2 separate regions of the Gasterosteus aculeatus genome follow, and region 2 is linked to region 1. Evidence: chromatin contacts called from public Hi-C data. All regions are on one chromosome and are shown on one strand. The core of a region is the stretch at or near the end of the contact, and the rest is flanking DNA. Distances in the headings are between cores, read along the strand shown.

The links. Hi-C and Micro-C count contacts between places; a contact is called where the count stands out from the background.
Region 2: a Hi-C map of whole body shows a contact between it and region 1, with 1.9 times the contacts expected there. The contact joins the promoter of syt6a here to the enhancer-like site in region 1. A contact is called at or near these places in 3 of 6 Hi-C or Micro-C datasets (blood and trunk muscle, tail fin and whole body).

What each region holds. Positions count from the first base shown.
Region 1 is chr2:6,921,334-6,926,131 of fGasAcu3.hap1.1, reverse strand. It overlaps syt6a (synaptotagmin VIa), which reads left to right. Exons shown (of 7, transcript XM_040193707.2): 2 at 2,719-3,109; 3 at 3,790-4,351. Among protein-coding and RNA genes, the nearest start is that of olfml3a, 19 kb to the right of the region's middle. Within about 2 kb of position 2,836, at least 2 of the 9 cell types and tissues checked have open chromatin away from gene starts, as enhancers often do.
Region 2 is chr2:6,959,579-6,964,376 of fGasAcu3.hap1.1, reverse strand. It overlaps syt6a (synaptotagmin VIa), which reads left to right and starts at 1,949. Exons shown (of 7, transcript XM_040193707.2): 1 at 1,949-2,507. The coding sequence starts at 2,315.

The DNA.
Region 1 (4,798 bases), core at 1,587-4,086:
AGACACTGTGAAATTAACACCTCTATTTCTTCCTCCTGTGCTGGAGGCATCGCGGCGCTGGAGTTCTCTCATTAATCTCATCACGCCCAGCTAGCTGGATGACAACAGGTGTTATCTTAGAAACCATGACATGGTAGAAGGACAAAGCCCAGTTTATACTTCTTTTTATACTTTATTCAATTATGACAAAAGAGATGCTCACACTAATTCTAGTGCTGCGTTGGTGAACGGGTTTTAAGACTGTGAGGTTCACACAGAAATACTGCTGGAGGGGATTTCCTAGAATCAACAGGAATTTGGGGACTGTAGTTTGGCCCGTTTAGCAACACAATCAGGACCGCTTGATTCCGACGCTTACTAGAAACACACTTCTACCGACTGCACCTAGACTTAATTATAGCACTTTCTTGTGTTTTCTAGAAGAAATTGTACTTTCTTCATTCTTGTTGTTCTGGGTCTGTGCCCTCTCGGTTCGATGCACGTATTATAAGTCGCTTTGGATAAAAGCTTCAGCCAAATGAAAAATGTAGATGTGAAATCAGCAGTTGACGCTGCAGCAGATGAAAGTGAAACGGAATTATGGAAATTTAAAAAACCCTTTTGAGTTTGTTGCACACCTAACATGCTGAATCAAATCGGAACACACTCATCATTTTAGATCCAACATGTGGACTCTTTTTGGGGAAATCAATACTATTTTCATTGTAAATGTAAATGTAAATGTTCATTGTAAATGTTGTTTATGTAAATCATAAATCTATTAAGCAATAATCAAAAAGATGCTAGTTGTGACTTAGATTCCCCACATTTTAAAGTTTCCTTCGGTATGTAACAAAAACTAAGAGGGTTCCATAATGTAAAGCATCTAACAAATACAAGTATGACAAATAATTGTTTTGAATCTCTTATGGAGGAGAAACTGAAAAAATACTCCTTCAGCGGATCTTCACTTGGAGCCACTACAGCGTCAAAAGACATTCAAGCCAAAGTCGATCGATTGTTGTAGACTGTCATCACCGACGTTCACGTGTATTTCAGTACCACGGCGCAGGATCTGCTTCCATTTGCCGTGACGGACAGATGAAGACTGTGCGAGGGGACAGTCCGGTGGAGATGAAGCTTTGTGGGGAGCTGTGTGAAATATCAGATGACACGGAGAGGCCGCCGGGGCCGTGGACAGCCGAGAAATCCTCCTCAGGCATAAATCCTGCAGACATGAAATCCTGTCCACCGCTCGGCTAAGCTATGAATTGCTTTCGGTGGATTTGGTTTGAATGTAGTTCCAAATAATATTTTGATGATCCATACTTTAGAGACTAAAGCATCGAACTATAACTATAAATTATTGTTAGTAAAGTACATCTGAAATAGGACAAGGGACCTAAACAAGACCCTGCTTTTTGGTTAAGTTTAATAAGCCAAAACTACTGATCTGATTTTAAGCAATCTGTTGTATTTCATAAGCTTACTTTTACGGTTTGATTTTGGGGGATTAATTCTCTTAAATAACATTTCTCATCTTAAAGCAACTGGTTGCCATAAATTGCTAAATCAAATGTAACACAATAGTACAATAATTACATTCATTCTGCTAGAATAGTGTAAATATTTCCACTGCTAATACATTTTGGACTTTGAATGGAGGCTTTTGAACTAATGGAGCATTTTACCACTGTTGTGATCTGACCTTCACCAAAGGGGGATTGTAATACTTTTACAAATATGTAAGGAATCACGTGTCCTATGCACACGTGTTCTTCTGTACTCCGCCTGCAGGTTTCAGGGCCGGTCGATGCTCATATTTTGCTGAACTGAGGGAAGCTTGAGCCAAGTAAATATTAGAAAATACCTAATTCAATGTGCCTTCAGGCAGCTTTCTACATCTCTCTCTGGAGTGTTCTGTGCAGACGGGAGGCAGAGGATCCTCTGAGAGGCCACAGACGCTGCTCAGTGGGAGTTATTGTAGATACATTCGAGCAATCAGGCCCCTTGGAAGAGAAATAATCAGAAAAATTGAATTGAATCCCGGTCGAGAAGCGTGTAAAATGTTGCTAGTATCAGCTGGGGAAATACAAGGATTTTAAATCAAGAACAGGAGCAGGTTTGGCAGGTGTCCCCAAATGCAAAACCCAGAGATACAGGGCTGTGTGTTTTTTGCATTTGCTTTATGGTGCCTGTGAAGGGCGCTTGTCAGCATCCTTAGTGAGTTTCCAGGTCTTTGTATGCTGCCTTTTCCCCCCAAGAAGCTAATCCAAAATGCTGGACTATAAATAAGATTGCCTGTGCCTCAATCTTTTTTATTGTCAAAAATCCATAAGGGAAGATGCCTGACACCTTTGTGTATTTGTTAGCAAAACGAAATCACAAATGTGTTTTATGTTCTTAGTATTTGTCACAATAATTACTTTTTATTGTCACAGAAAACCCTCTTTGCGCATCAGTGCGTAGTCCCATTTCAATCCCGCACATGAATAGGATTTCCTTACTCCTGGGCTGAACCGGATTCTAACAGAGGTTACTTAAATATTTATGAAACACATCTTCCATTATACTTGTGTCTCGCTGTCCTTAGTCTTAAATAAAAACGACCAATATAGCACCGGTGGAACCATGTCCTAATAGACTCCCTCCCTCTCTCTCTCTCTCTCTCTCTCTCTTTTGCTTTGTTGACCATCTGTTGTCCATATTGTATGACCCTCATTTTCGGGTCCCCGCCAGGCGCTTCTTTTGGCCTCCTCGTCTTTGTGTTTGCGTTCTGCGGCCTGGCTCTGCTGGGCCTCCTTACATTCGTCTCTTGGAAGCTGTGCCGTGCGTCTCGGCGAGCTAAGGCCCGTCTGCCCGGTCCCCCGCCCGCGCCGGCCCGCGACCTAGAGGACTGCTCGTTCCAGACGCCTCCCTGTCTGCCCAGCCCCCAGCAGCCACCGGTCACCATGGCGACGGAGAAGGTGAAAGAGCCCATGGTTTCGATGGGCTTCCTGGAGGCAGCGGTGAAGATAAGCCGCACGTCTCCCGACATCCCCGCCGAGGTGCAGCTCTCCATGAGGGAGCACTTCCTGCGCCGCACGCAACGCATGCAGAGGCAAACCACGGAGCCGGCGTCCTCCACTCGGTCAGTTCGTAGACACGCGTGTGAGACTGTGTGATGTGGTTGTGTGTAGAACATGCTAAGGACAAATGACACTAATTGATGTGTTATAAATAGGTCCATTCGTCCAGCATGCAATGAAGGAAAAATACGCAAATCTCTCCCAGTACATTTGTATATAATCAGGCACAAAATACATTTAGTCAATTGAATATATAAATAGAGAGATACCAGTATTTCACACAACCTACAATTAGGGCAGTTTTATCTTGACTTTCTGTGTTTAACTCATAGCTTTTGTTGTTATTTCCCCATTTATTATACAATAGACCAGACAATACCTAAATAAATTCATTCACTATTTAACAGTGTCTGATGCAAAGACAGAGGCATAAGAATAGCACCCTAGATTTCATACATTCAAAAGAAGAAATATAAACCAGGCCACTACTTTCTTTTAAACTTGCTAGAAACTGAACTACTCGTTACCCTTTGCTTGGATTTTACCTTTGCTAGGGCCCTTTCTCAGTGCTGGCTTTTGGAGGTCAGCTTGGTGTGTCTGGACATTTGCTTTCGAAACCTCCCTCCGCTAAATACAAAACCTCTGACTCCAGAGTCTTCCTGCTCATGTTTCCTACAGCTCTCTCAAAACATCCCACAAATCATTCCCTTGTCAGTTACTCCTTACTTTTCTGTCCCTGCAGGCACAATTCATTCAAAAGGCACCTGCCCCGACAGATGCAGGTAGGCAGTCTCGACTTGGGCAACGATTACATGGTCGACAACGACGAAACGTCGACCAGCATCGGCCGCATCCAGCCAGAGCTCTACCAACAGAAGGCCGTGGAATCAGAGGATTCATCCAAGAACAGCAGCAGCAAAAACTGCGGCAGGATCAACATCTCTCTCAAGTACGACTATGAAAACGAGGCCCTCATAGTCAACATCCTCAAGGCGGCGGACCTACCTGCCAAGGACCTGTGCGGCACGTCTGACCCTTACGTGAAGGTCTACCTGCTGCCCGACCGCAAGAAGTTCCAGACTCGCGTCCACCGGAAGACGCTCAACCCCTCATTTGACGAGAGCTTCCAGTTCCCGGTGCCTTACGACGAGCTCGCGGTCAGGAAGCTCCACATGAGCGTCTTTGACTTTGACAGGTTTTCGAGGCACGACATGATCGGGGAGGTGGTGCTGGACAACTTGTTTGAGACATCGGACCTCTCCAGGGAGACGAACGTATGGAGGGACATCCAATATGCCACCAGCGTAAGAATTTATTGCCCCTTTTTCATTTCTTCTAGATTCATTTGAATGTATCTCATATAGTCTGGTGAGTTCAATTTCACTGTATGCATTGCAATATATGGGAGCTACATTTTTAACAACAAGACCAAAGAAACTTTTGAGCACAAGGACCACTGGAAGTTGTTTAATACTGGTAGGAAAACAATTCTCGCGTTTTGGGAATACTTTCTTTATTGTCACACAATACATCTGGCTTCTCATCTGCGTTTCTCCATCCAACTCCTTCCCCCGCTGGATCACCACTACTGTGGTTTTCAAAGGGGAGACACACAATTAACCTAACCTGCTGCAGCTGAGGCCAATTACGCCTCCAGCTGGTATAGTTCCCGCAGCGACCCCCCCCCCACCGCAGCCGAGCCAAACCGCGGCCACCACAAGTACTTTACAACTTGTGGCGAGAAATGCAAT
Region 2 (4,798 bases), core at 700-3,199, 39 kb before region 1:
CAGGTGGGCAGTAAACCTGTTTGCATTAACAACCCCACTGGGCAAAGGGAGGGGGCTGCAGCAGCAGCACGCAGGTAATTGACTCGTTTGAAAACCTGCAGCCAGAAAGTATTCAAAATTAACAGGAAGAAAAGTCAACCCCCAAACCTGACCTTTAAGGGGAAACAACGGGTGTGTGGGGGGGTCATGACAAGCTCTGAATTATCTAGGCTGTATCGGAACAATAGCCCACCAGTGTCGACAGTGTAGCGCTCCAGCCCTGGTCTAACTGCACTATGGAAGGGAGTTAACCCCAAGATCTGGTTGAACTCAAATCACTTTGTAATTAGAAAAGCATGACATAATTTTTCTGACGCCATATTCATCACAGGGGTTTATTAAATTACTTTAATTAATGGTTAAGAACATAATTAAGGGATAAGGTTCACATATAGTTCAATGTAGTGTACTAGAAAAGTCAATTAGCTTCAGTTTTCTTCCTCGCTTAGGGCTTTCTATACAGACTTGATTCGAAAGTAAATACTTTTGAATGTGTTCACGTATTTTAATTATCAGATATGACACATTAATTTGAATTACATCCTTAGAGGTTAATGAAAAAACAGTGAAGGAAATCAGCTGCTAGAGATGTATTTTCTTTTATTGAGCTTCATTAGCTACAGTGTACAGTGCGCAGATACTAGATCTTCACTCATAGTTAGACAGTCCTGCAAAGTTTGAGATTGTCTTTAAAATAAATAAATAAATAGCCAGTGTTCATCTTTAGTAAGTAATCTGTGCGTACTTTACTTTCAGTATTTAAATGTTATACTTATACCTCAACTCCCCTACATTTGAGAGGGAAATATTGTGCTTTGTGTTCCGCTACATTAATAATAGTTCAACAACTCTAACAAAATGAATAATAAAAATGGGCCGATCCAACCAACAAACACTTCTGCATGGGAATGCAGGACTTTCACTATAAAGCATTTTTACAGCATGGTATTGCTACTATTACTTCCACATCACATTAGCACATTGGTACATCAGCACTTGCACGTGACCATTTCTCTCTCCCTCATCCTGCCCTCGTTTATCTCCTTCCCAGGTAAAGCTAAACCCCCCTCATTACAGGTTGTAAACACTCACAGGGATCACAGGCAGAGCGATGGGCCACTGTCGGTGCGAGCAGCGAGACCTGGCAGGTCACAGGTGGTTCGGCTCGCGGTGGAATTCATCACAGGAGACATTCTGACCCGCAGGGACCAGCGGAGCCACTCAAATTGTGAGAAAAACATTCCCCGTGGTCGTTATGTTTTGTTTTTTAGTCCGTAAACACTGCCCTCAGAGCCCTGTTGCCTCAGTACTTGAATGTGTGTTTGCCGGTGTGCGTGCCGGGCTCTTTGCTGAGCGGGATGGAGGCGCCATCACGCTCCTCAGTCGTTTACGCCCCCCCCCGCCCACCTGCCTGCCCAGGCGCCCCTCGCCAAGCCCATGGCGTCTTTGTTGCGTCATCTTTGTCGCTGACAATGTTGACGTTGCGTTCATGACTATTCCACCTCAGTGTAGTCGTCATTCTTACAATACTTGAATAGATTTCCCCTTTTTTTAACCTTTGAACTCCATGCTCTGGTGGAGCACATTTTGGGTCAATATATATTATAGAAAATGTATGGCTCCTAACATAACGTGATTAAACCATCACTTTTATTGAGCTAAGTTATGAAAAATATAAGATTATTGTTGCCCAAATGTTAAAAATCCAATGAAATCATTTCCACTATTTTTCTCTTTGTGCGGACATTAAAGGGCTAAAATTCCCCAAATTCAGCGTCATCTCTCTTCTTGGCGGCGGCATTATATTCGGATGGAGGGGGGTGGAGGTGGGAGGAGCCATGTGGATGAATACACAAGAGGGAGGAGAGGACGGGGCTTCTCTGGTAAGCTGTTGTGTTTCTTGGTGACTGGCTTTTTGTAGCATGTGTGTGATGCAACCATTCAGTCCCATCACCTGGGGACAAATGTGATTTATTAGCCCTCGCTCATAATTGCACACACATTGACACACAAACCACGCATTCACGCACTTAGCAGTCTTGGCCCCACTAAGACACTAATTGAAACACATACACAAAACCACTACTACAGATTTATGGTATAAGTGTACGCACAATAGATTCAAGCGTGTTTGTGAGTGGACACGCGTAAGAGACCGCGGAGGAGAAGACGCAGCCGAGGACGGGGACAAGTTGTATTCGTCTTCTGCATGCTGGGCTGCTGCTGCTGCTGCTGCTGATGATGCGTGTGTGTGTGGGTGTGTTAGTCCCCTTGGATGAGCACACACACGGCTGAGGATGCAGCTGGGAGCATGAGTTCTGACCGAGAGGAGTATGACATGGTCTGTCAGAAAGCTGTGACCCTAATTGTTGACCTTTGCCTCCACAACAGTTCACTGTTGGATCAAGACACCTGTAAGGATTACCTCTTCCTGTTGTCCAGCCACAGCTCAGACCGCAAAGAACTGGGTAAGGACTATAATTAACTCCTGATCTATATCGGGTGAAAGGAAGCAGCCACCCTGTTGTTCTTTGCATGAATCCATGCTTAGGGTTTTGCTCAGGAGGGCTACTTTTAAAGAATTCTAGTTTGCTTTACTTGTATGTGAGTGCAAAAGCTGCTATCAGAATTTTCCATTCAGCATGTAGTTTTACCTCTTTTTCCTTTTTCCACGTGTGGTCAGATGGATGGTTAGTCAGACAGAGTCTTGGTCTGTGTTATTAATACAACCGTAATGAGTGTCTGAGACCCCGTGGCAAAGGGGAACAATAGGTCTATAAAGCAAACTCACATTCTCTCCCCAGGTTACTCCAGAGAGCAGAGCTCCTATTCTCTTATTACAGCAGATATGCCTTCAGGCTGACTAATGCCAGCTGATGCTGTCTTGACCACTCAGCCTTACAGAGAAAAGAGAAGAGAAACAAACAAACCTTTCGCCCGAAACGCATGTTGCTGTGTTCGGGTTAACAACATGAAGCACTAATGTCCTGAGCTTCGTCTGCCCTGCAAAGTTACAACATCCTGCATTTTTTGTTTATTCATGAGGGATGATTGACACATCTGTTGCACCCGCTTGCATCTGTTGCTTTGGCACTTCCAGTGGGCTTCACCTTATTTTAAGTAATCCCTCTCTTGTTAATAGAGCAGCTCTATATGTGCTCTTGGGGGCAATGCAGGCTTGAATTCTGTATGTTTATCGTAGTTGTGAAAAGGTCCTGTTAAATGCAGGGACATATTGGCTAAAATAACTTAAAACAAAGGACTCATGTTAATATAGTGGCATATCACACATAACACTGTTCAAGATCTGACCAAAAGGGGGTATAAAGAATTATAGCCTAATAGATTTAGAAGAAAACTAAACTAAAAGGTTTATGGGTAGTAAAGCTTAAACATAAATCATTTTGGTCTGTAAAACTGGAATGAAGAATATCAGGACATTTGATTTCATGCCATCAAGGGGAGCCGTTGCACATTGCATATCTGCAATCTTTAATCATTTGATTCTACAGATATTTCTTCTTCAAACAAATTCATTTCTTGTTAGTCCATGAATTTTAGTTTTGTCAGCAGAGGTACAAGCAATAGGAAACATCATTTGGGATTTATTTTTTTTCTTCGAGAATGGGTCCCTGCTCGCAGCGTGCATGTCACACCAATCCTGACCAAATCCACTGTCACCTCACATCATTCTCAGTGGAGGAATTGAACGTCCCATCACTGAGCCACTGGCATCCACCACTGAGCTGTGGGGACATTAAATGCCACTGCATATTATGCAGCCAACGACGTGAATTATTTCTGCCACATGGAAGCTAAACAAGCTGCTTCCCATAATGTTGCAGGATGTGTAGGTTGAGGGGGCGTGGGGGGGAATTGGGGGGCGGGGGGTTATGAAATGTTGTTGTCTATATATTTTCCTTTCCTGTAATGAGCGTAGTATGTTGTTGTAGCGAGCTAATGCTCAACAAACTGATGTACAAAAGGTGAAAGAAACGAGGTTGGGAGGATGCTCAACATGGCAGCGGCCGGCTGGCGGCCCGCGGCTCACACTGCTATCAGCTCTACCTGTGCAAATAACGGCAATAGTGCGTGCAGAGCCGACAGCGCACCTGAAGGGGGAACCGAAAGGTGGAACTAAAAAGTGGGCGCTGCGCTCCCGCGGCGACGCAGTCACTCAGGACGCCGTTATCAGCAGGAACAGCTGTAGGAGCACAGTGAAGAGGAATTAAAAAATCACAACAATTTTCCCACTCAACTCATCCAGGGACTCGCCTTGATGCTGAACCCTTAATGGGATTTGGTTTGTGTTGTTTGTTAAAAAGCAAACGCAGAAATAACTAGTGATTACTTTGCAACGGGATCACACCGGCTGTGACGTCAAACCTGGCTTGTATTCGGCGTGAAGGGTGAGAGCCAACGGCGCCTCACAGCCCCCCCGTGGCGGCTTGGCTCAAACCATGACCGACCTCAAACCCAGCATTCGCTTTGGTCCCAACTACACCAGAAAGGTTTTTTGCGAACAGCATCTTGCACCGTCGCCACAGACGGACAAAAGATATGTCAACACCTGGCGGAAAGCGCCTCCATGGGAGGATTCTGCAACGATGACGCGCGCAGACTCACAAGATGAAAACAGTGGCGCGCACTGAGGTGGCTGATAACAAAAACTAGTTCAAAATAAAAACAACAGCACTTTTGGGGGGTCAATTGAAATGTGTTTTCAAGTGGTCCAATTACTCACCTCAAGATGCACTTG